2 separate regions of the Mus musculus genome follow, and region 1 is linked to region 2. The links are chromatin contacts, called in public Hi-C maps. All regions are on one chromosome and are shown on one strand. The core of a region is the stretch at or near the end of the contact, and the rest is flanking DNA. Distances in the headings are between cores, read along the strand shown. Region 1 has its middle 42 kb from the start of Ostm1. Region 2 has its middle 24 kb from the start of Foxo3.

Region 1 (4,193 bases), core at 888-3,387, 340 kb after region 2:
CAGAGTAGGACAAGGGGAAAGAGTCTGGGGACCAGTCCCAGCCAGTCCCTGACACCCCACCCCCCACCCTCCGCCCCAGCCCCAGGGAAGAGTCCATGCTGTTTGGGCTTGAAAGGATAAAAAAGATATTTTATTAAAGCTTTATAAAGAAAATTGCCCCTTTGAAGTATTCAGAGAAACAGAAAAACAAATTTAAAAGCACGAACCTCCCCCCCATCCCCACCCCCGCCCGGTCCCAAATGGTATTAGAGGTGAAAGCTTTGAGATACAGTCTCATTCTGGGAGGAGGTGGTATGCTGGTGGAAGCCCTACTCAAAGCTGTACACAGTGTCGGGGAGCGTGTATGTACAATTTCAAGCAGGCGGATCAACTTGACTATCCTACCACTTCTGGGAGGAGAGGGGGCGGAATCTCTTTTAAGTCTGCAGACGGTACTTTCTCCTCGAGTTGGTGGGTGGGCTGTTGGCTAGAACCTGAAGGTGACTGGACGATGTTTTGGGGTTTCTAGTTGTCTGGTACCAGGTGCTAGTGAGTTGAGTCTCGGAGCTCAACTCACTAGCGTTAGCAAGTCTCAAGATTCCGGACTCCATCAGGCCCAATTTGAGCGGCTTGGTCTGTGTTCCCCCCCCCCCTCCCCCAGCAACCTGGTTTTGGCTAAAACAGTCTTCCTTCTTTGCTCACTGAAAGACCTGTGAGGGCCCAAGGGGATAGGGAATGTCGCTCCACCCGCATACTACCCTCCACCACCCCCACCCCCACCCCCGTTCCCCCAGAGCGCAAACATACACTGGGAATTTGGTTTCGGGGCGTTTGCGAAGGGCCAGAGGTTGCGGAGAACACAGGCGGTCTCAACTCATCAGTCCTGGGCGGTTCTCACTAGCTTTCTTTTAGAGGCTATTCTGCACCAGGCACTAGGGACCATAGGCCACTCTTCGGAGATCAGGGACTTTTTTTTCCACTTTGGCTGAACCGGTCTGGACTTCCGATGGCGTCTCGAGATCCCTAGCACTCAGAACCCAAAAGGTCTAGCGGGGTGGGGGATGGAGGGCGGGGGGGGGGGGAGAGGCGTGCGCACAGCCCTGGACTCCGAGGGACTTGCTGCGGGGCGAGCAGTAGCCCAGGGGGCCCACCCTGCTGTCTACGCTCCTCCGCCGGGCCCGAGCTCCCCACTCTTGCCCTCAGCTTACCACCTACTCCGCCTCGGGTTTGCAGATTCCTCGCTGGGCGTCCCCCCCCCCTCCCCCGACCCCCGCCACCCCCAGCACATCTCCTGGAGCACGCTGGCGCTGCGACCCCGCGGGGCGGGGAAGTTGCGCGGGAACCCACGGCCAGCAACCTGCCGACGCGTGGTGAAGACTGGGCGCTCGGAGAGGACAGCCACGCAAACTCCAATCCTCGCCAAGGCCGTGGTCGAGGCGCCAAGGGAAGAGTTGGAAATCGCGAGCGAGCTAGGCCTTTTTTTTTTTTTTTTTAAATGACACATGGGGGAAGGGCTGAATGTTTCAAAAATCATGTAAAATTTCTGTTCTTAGCAACATCCTTGTTATTAGGAATGATGACTAAACCGGCAGGATTATTCTGGACTGTAAGTTATCAAGAGCCCACTAATTTCACATTAAAGCCCATTGACTGCAACGGCGTGATTGAAGGGTTTTTAACAATTAACATAATCAGAAAATGAGCTGAGATAATTTTTATTCAACTCATTACTTTTTAATCATGTATTTCTTTTAATTAATATCTTCTCCGTGAACATAACACAAAGCAGAGCACCAGTGCTGGCCCAAGCCAGCACTTCGGGACTGAATTTGACACAAGCAAATATTTCACCAGTAGCATTCATCGCATTTCCATTGTGGTGTGGGGGAAACAGAAAAAGCTTGTCCAAAAGTCACCGTGTTGTTTTGAAACACAATTTAAAGGGGTGGGGGGCGTTGGGAACGCACAAACCGGAACACGCTTTTAATTCGACTTGACTTTTACATTTGGGCGCCTCTCTTGGTTGGCGGCCAGAGGGATTCAAATGCGAAGAGACACACAGGAAGAAGAAAGACTTCTGAGGAGGGGTTACTGGTCCTGGGTCCTCAGTGAAGCAGGATGTAGTTGCACGCATCCAGGGCAGCCATCCGTTGGTGCGGTGACCCGAGGCCACGTCGGATGGAAATGGTCTAAACCCGAGGAGTTCCGGTTCCGCTAGACACCACCACTTTCTCACCCAATGGCCTTGGTTTGACCCATGAAAGGCCAGTTCCTCCCCTCCCCTAGTCTAGACTGAAGTGGGCTGAACTATTAGGCTTTCTATAAGAATCCTGTCCCCCTGCCCTCGTCCCCAGTCCAAGGTATTCGCTTTGCGTTGGATAATAAGGTTTCCTGATATGCCCAACCAGGTTGACTTAATTCAATACAAACGACTTGATCCAATCCAAACATCTTATATGTGTAGGGAACTGGCGTTGTCGGTGACACAGGCCGGGGCCAACTTCCCTTTTGTCGACCCTCCTTCTCCACTCACCAAACTCGGACTCTCACACCATCTCTGACACCTCCAGAAAGGGATATCGTGGGCTAAGATCGCTTCCAAAGTGGGATCTGTATTCGCCTCTGAAAAAGAAAGAACGCGACCCCTGGTGGAAGAAAATGGAAGTTCAAGAATTTAAGGACAAGAATTTCGTCGCCATCGTGGGTAGAGGAGAGGCTACTTAAGGAAAAGTACTATGTGAGACAGTGAAATGGAGGTGGCATCCCGGAGGTGGCTTTCAGGTGGAGAGCGCAGGGGCAAATGCTGACCAGGCACAGTCCTCTTAGGCCCCGGGGTCCTCCCTCAGCCCTGCGGTCTGGCTAATGTGGGGTCAGGCTGTCTTATCCCTCAACAGCTCAGTAGTTACAGAAAACTGATGAAGGTTTTTGTTGGTTGACCCCACCTTTTGCTTGACTGCTCCAGAGAGCATCCAAAGTCCAGAATCTTCCTTGGTTTTCTTCTAAACAGGCCTCTCCCTCTATCATTTTGATATCTCTGTCTTCAGTAGGTGATGGCACCCCTTCCCACCTTTGAAATGGGTCTCATGCATGAGGCTATCGGCAGACTCACGCTGTTGCCGAGGATGGCTTTTGTGCGTGCCAGGCAAACATTCTACCAAATGAGATACAAATCCAGCCCAGGGGATAGACTAAGGCAAAACCTCAATTTACTAAGGAGATTGCCGCTTTGAATGGAAGCCTCGCTCCTCTGGTATTGATTTGCTTAAGGAGGATCAGGGTACGGGTCTGAGTCTGAGTATAAGCATGAGGAAGACGTGGAGGAGAGGAGCCCTTCGTGCCTCTGTTCATGCCCAGGGCCGAACAATTAACCAGGAGATAAAGCTAGCTCCTCACTGATTACCTTGTCACTGTTGACCCAGAGAAGGCACTTCAGGCTAATCAAGGAAGGGCAAGGGGTGACATTTATTTCCTTGCTCTATTTTATTTTATTTATTTTTGTTTTGAGATCTGACTATGTAGACCTGGTTGACCTGTAACACACTATGTAGACCAGGCTGGTTTTGAACCCATAGAGTTCACCCTGCCTCTTCCTCCAGAGTGCTGGGACTAAAGTTGTGCACGGCTATGCCAGGCCTCATTTTATTTTTTGAGATAGGGTCTCACTATGTAGTCCTAGCTGGCCTAGTCTGTGTAGCCCAGGTTGGCCTTGAACAGGTCACTGGCGTGAGCTACCACAGCTAGCTCTTCCTTGACAACCCCCACCGTGTGTGTGTGTGTGTGTGTGTGTGTGTGTGTGTGTGTGTGTGTCTACTTTTGTCTGTCCATCCTCTGTCTGTAGTCCAGAGAACAAACTGGGTTCCCAAGAGCCAGTTGCTTTTCTATTGCTGTGTTAAGATCAGGGACGGTTATAGAAGAAAGAGGTTATTTGGGGCTTACAGTTTCAAGAGGTTGGTTAGAGTCTATGATCCTTGTGACAGGGAACATAGCCACAGGCAGGCATGACACTAGACCAGCAACTGAATTACATCTCAGTCCACAGACATGAAGCAGAGAGAATCAGCTGAGAATGGTGTGGACTTTGGAAACTTAAAAGCTTGCTCAGTGACACACCTCCTCCACCAAGACTACACCTTCCAAACCTTCCCAAACAGCTCCACCAACTGGGGACAGTCTACTCAAATGTGCGAGCCTGCGAGAAACACTCTCATCTGAGC
Region 2 (4,098 bases), core at 616-3,115:
TCTGTGAATATCAGTGTGCGGGTTTCTATGTGAAGATATGATATCTTTGACATAAATGTGCAGGAGACAGTTGCTGGGTGGGTGGCAGTTTTCAGTGTTGTTGTTTTTTCCTCAGTCTGTTAGATTTGTAGTGATGCTTCCTGGTGGTTTTTATCTGCATTTCCCTGCTCTCTCATGATGCAGAACATCTTTTTCTATATTTAGCATGTATTATCTCAACTTTTTTGAAACCCACTCATCTTCTCCCTGTCTTCTAGATTTGGGATTTGTTATTGTTTTACATATGTGTATGAGTGTTTTGCCTGTGATGGTCTGTGCACAGCATGTATGTAGTGCTCATAGACACCAGAAGAGGGCAACAGATTCCTTGAAACTAGAATTTACAGATGGTTGTGAGAGGCCATAGATCCTGGGCCCCATAGAAGAGCAGTCAGTGAGCACTCTTAACTGTTGAGTGGATCTCTCCAGCCCCTCTTCTGTTTTCTTTATGAGGCAGGGTCTTGCAGTATAACTCAGGCTGGCCTCCAATTCACAGCACTACATCAGCCTCAGCCCCCTTAGTGCTAGGATCACAGGCAAGTGCTACTAGCCCCAGAGGACTGGTTTTTCTGCTGGGTTTTGAGATGTCTTTGTGGCTCTGTAGGAGTGTTGTGTGTACGTTGTGCAGGGATTCTCCTCCAACCTTCAGCCCAAAGACAAACATTTCCCTCTGGATGAAGCTTCGCTTACCACTGTTTTCTTTGTATGTGTTTTTACCTTAGGTGCCAAGTCAGAAGATTTTTGCCAAGGCCTAGATTCTGGAGACATTCTTGTAAATTTTTCCAAATGTTTTATAGTTTTACATTGTATATGTGTGTCATGGTTGGTTTTAAGTTAAATTTTGTAATAATACAGTGTGTTTAAAGGGTGGGGATTTGCCCGTTGACCCCTTCAACACACCCTTGCTCCAACAACTAGTGAGGACCCTTACACTGCCACTACACCATTCTCAAAACCATGAGTGTGAAGCTCTCTCTCTCTCTCTCTCTGCCTCTCTTTCTCTGTCTCTCTGTCTCTGCCTCTGTCTCTGTCTCTGTCTCTCTCTTCTTCATTCATGAGTCTCTGATCCACTTCCCACCAGTTCCACATTGTTCTCATCATGGTGGCTCTGAGTCTTATGGTTGGCTAGAATGAGTCTTTCGCCTTCATTGATGTTTTTCAAAGTTGCTCTGGCTTTTCTTATTTTCACTTGTCTTCCCGTACACATCTTATAAGCGTGCCAGGTCCTGCTTGCAGCTTGACAGGGCACCCATTGAGCTCATGTATCTATTTGGGAAAATTGTCATGCCTGCTTTGCTGAGTCATCTATTCCATGAACAAGCTACGTCTTCCCGGTGACTCAGCTCTCTTGCCTTTGACCATCAGTATTTTGTAGTGGTCAGCATTTAAATCGTGTGCATGCTGTGAGGTTCAGACAAAGGTCTTCCCTCCTCCTCCTCCTCCCCCTCCTCCTCCTCCTCCTCCTCCTCCTCCTCCCCCTCCTCCTCCCCCCTTCCCCTCCTCCTCTCCCTCTTCCTCTTCTTCCTCTTCTTCCTCTCTCTTTCTCCTCCTCTTCCTCCTCCCCTCCCTCCTCTTCCTTCTCCTTTTTTTTTCTTTTGAAACTGTGAACTATACTCTTTCTAAACAATATATTAAACAATGCTTATGGGAGGAAATGATCAGAAGTAATGTATAAGCAGATGAAAAACCACAACAGAGCCAACATCACCATCCCTACCCCAGCCCAGCCCACATATCCAATGTCTAACAGGTAGGACCAATGGGTGTCAACTGGAATAGATCCCAGATGCAGAATTGGAGTCACCACACGGCCGTCCATGTGAAGAATACGGTCCCCTCCCGTGCATTTCCTGTGCAGCTGCAGGGTGAGGCAGGTCTGTTACACGATGACCTCGCTACTTAACCTTGTTCTTTTACCCAGAGACCATAATTATTCAACAGAAGCGAGCAACTTGCTAGCTCTAAATGAAAACATGGTGATTGCCTTCCACATTCAGTCCCCTGCCTAGCTGTGCCCATGAACCTTTGACTGGGCAGTGAGTGGTGGCCTGGGGCCTTTGAAGGTGCAGTTGGAGCACAGTACTGAAGGGCTCGTCGCTTCTGTTACCTTTGTTAGAAGCCTGGGTGTTTCCCCTTCCCCTTTAGCGCGTGCTTGGCAAAGCTTCAGTTTGTAGTTTTCCACATTTTAGCCCTTATGCCTTAATAAATAGTAAGTGAAATTGTGTCCTGTCCCCGCCCCCCCTCCATGTCCACCGAGTGACATGATCACAACTCTCTACAAGTGACACCAGTTGGGGCCCGGGGGTATTTTGGGGGGACTAGGAGTAAAAACAAACCCTCATCTCTCACAATTCATTGCTCTTGAACCAAACGAGCTGGTTGGCCACGGTCTGCTTCACTCTTATACCTGCGGTGGGTTTGGTGTCACCCTCCGAGTACGTCTCAAAAGGAGACTGGCTTAAGCAATGCTCCTCTAGTGTTCTGTGAATGGTGTGGCTGACCATGTCAGTGTTCACTTGCAATGGTCAGGGCAATGACTGGATGTGGGCCATCCCTGGGGAAGCTGTTCCTCCTGTCTGGGGCAGGAGCTAGATGGTGCCCTTGATCTTGGTCTCTAGTGGGGCTAGAGCCTGTCTCCTTGACTCAAGCCAGCCTCCTTGACAAGCCTGTCACAGTTGGCCTTCTTCAGCTTTCTCAGAGGGTGTGCCTCCGGATCCTAACCTGCACCACCCGCCCTTCCTGCCCTGCTGTTCCCGGGTGATCTTCCTCTTCCTTGGTCTGCACTCTCCTCTGGGACCTCTCCCGGGCCATGGTTGTACTACAGAGGCTGGATGCACACCAGGAACAGTCTGGAGAGGGCATCAAACTCCCTGTCTCGTTCTTGCCTCAACTGTATAGACTCTAATTTGAGGGTCTATGCATTCATTATGAATGTAAGGAGACATAATTGGCTTTAAGGTTTATTTTGTATGCTCTGACTTTGCTTTTTCTTTATAGACTTTTTCTTCACAGGCACTCTGGAATTTTATCCTTGGGCAGTCATAGTAGTTGAAAACAAGCTCCTAAGTTCTTCCTTTCTGGTATGTTTCCCCTCTATTTCCTTTCATTGCCCACTCTGCCAGCAGAACTCGGGATGCTAGATAAAAGTCTGGAGTCCTTTCCCTTCCCGATCTTAGACTGACAGCATGAGCTACCATCCCCAGCCCCCATTCCCACTTCTGCCACCCCCTCCAACCCCTACCCCCACCCCCATCCTTGTGAGGAAGATAGCCACAGGTTTGCTCCTTCTTCTAATTGTTTTCTTTTTAAAAGGTTCTGATCTTTTTTATTTTGTGTGTATAGTGTGTGTGTGTGTGTGTGTGTGTGTGTGTGTGTGTGAGAGAGAGAGAGAATATATGTTTGTATATGGGAGAGACAGAGAGAGGAGTGTGTGTGTGTGTGTGTGTGTGTGTGTGTGTGTGTAAGAGACAGAGAAAGACAGAGAGGTGGTATGTATGTGTGTGTGTGTTGCTGGAGATTGGGCCAAATACGTTTTCTACCACTAAGTTATACTCCCAGCCCCACAGAATATTCTTAAAAAAAAAAAAGATTTATTCAGATATTCAGACACATCGAAGAGGGCATCAGATCCCATTACAGATGGTTGTGAGCCACCATGTGGTTGCTGGGCATTGAACTCAGGACTTCTGGAAGAGCAGCCTTTCTCCTGACTCCTGAGCCACTGCTCCAGCCCCACCACAGAAGATTCTTATCGTGAACACATATTGAATCTTGTCAAATACTTGTTGTAGTGGGTTGGCTTAATGCTGCTTGTATTCTAGTGCTAAACTGAGGCCCCCAAGACTGGTGCCCTAGAGAAGAGGGAGGACCAGGGGTGAGAGAGGAACCTGAAGACTGAGGAAGGAAGAGGAGGAGGAATAAAGGAAGAATATGCAGGGGAGAGAGAGGACAGCGGCCATGGGTTACAAGAGAAGAGAGGGTGGCCCTGAGGGCTGCTCAATTGGCGCTAAGAGCAGCCCAGATAAAACAATAAGTAATAATTTGGGCCATCCTTAGGAA

Evidence for each region. A called contact is a pair of places that touch in the nucleus more often than the background predicts.
Region 1: a contact with region 2 is called in a Hi-C map of regulatory T cells, with 6 times the contacts expected there. The contact joins two enhancer-like sites. A contact is called at or near these places in 11 of 39 promoter capture datasets (the 3T3-L1 cell line, the C10 cell line, the HPC-7 cell line and 6 more), 10 of 15 datasets of contacts at CTCF or cohesin (CD8 T cells, the G1E-ER4 cell line, the NIH/3T3 cell line and 5 more), 218 of 484 Hi-C or Micro-C datasets (the 3T3-L1 cell line, 3T3-L1-derived adipocytes, the 4T1 cell line and 115 more), 39 of 115 datasets of contacts at active chromatin or transcription factors (the 230-238 cell line, Th17 cells, astrocytes and 23 more) and 4 of 9 other capture datasets (adipose tissue, embryonic tail, liver and 1 more).

The regions. Positions count from the first base shown.
Region 1 is chr10:42,634,809-42,639,001 of GRCm38.p6, forward strand. No RefSeq gene overlaps it. Among named protein-coding and RNA genes, the nearest start is that of Ostm1, 42 kb to the right of the region's middle. Within about 2 kb of position 2,138, at least 9 of the 459 cell types and tissues checked have an H3K27ac peak or open chromatin away from gene starts, as enhancers often do. A contact at or near this core is called in regulatory T cells, where this site is marked.
Region 2 is chr10:42,298,291-42,302,388 of GRCm38.p6, forward strand. No RefSeq gene overlaps it. Among named protein-coding and RNA genes, the nearest start is that of Foxo3, 24 kb to the left of the region's middle. Within about 2 kb of position 1,866, at least 17 of the 459 cell types and tissues checked have an H3K27ac peak or open chromatin away from gene starts, as enhancers often do. A contact at or near this core is called in regulatory T cells, where this site is marked.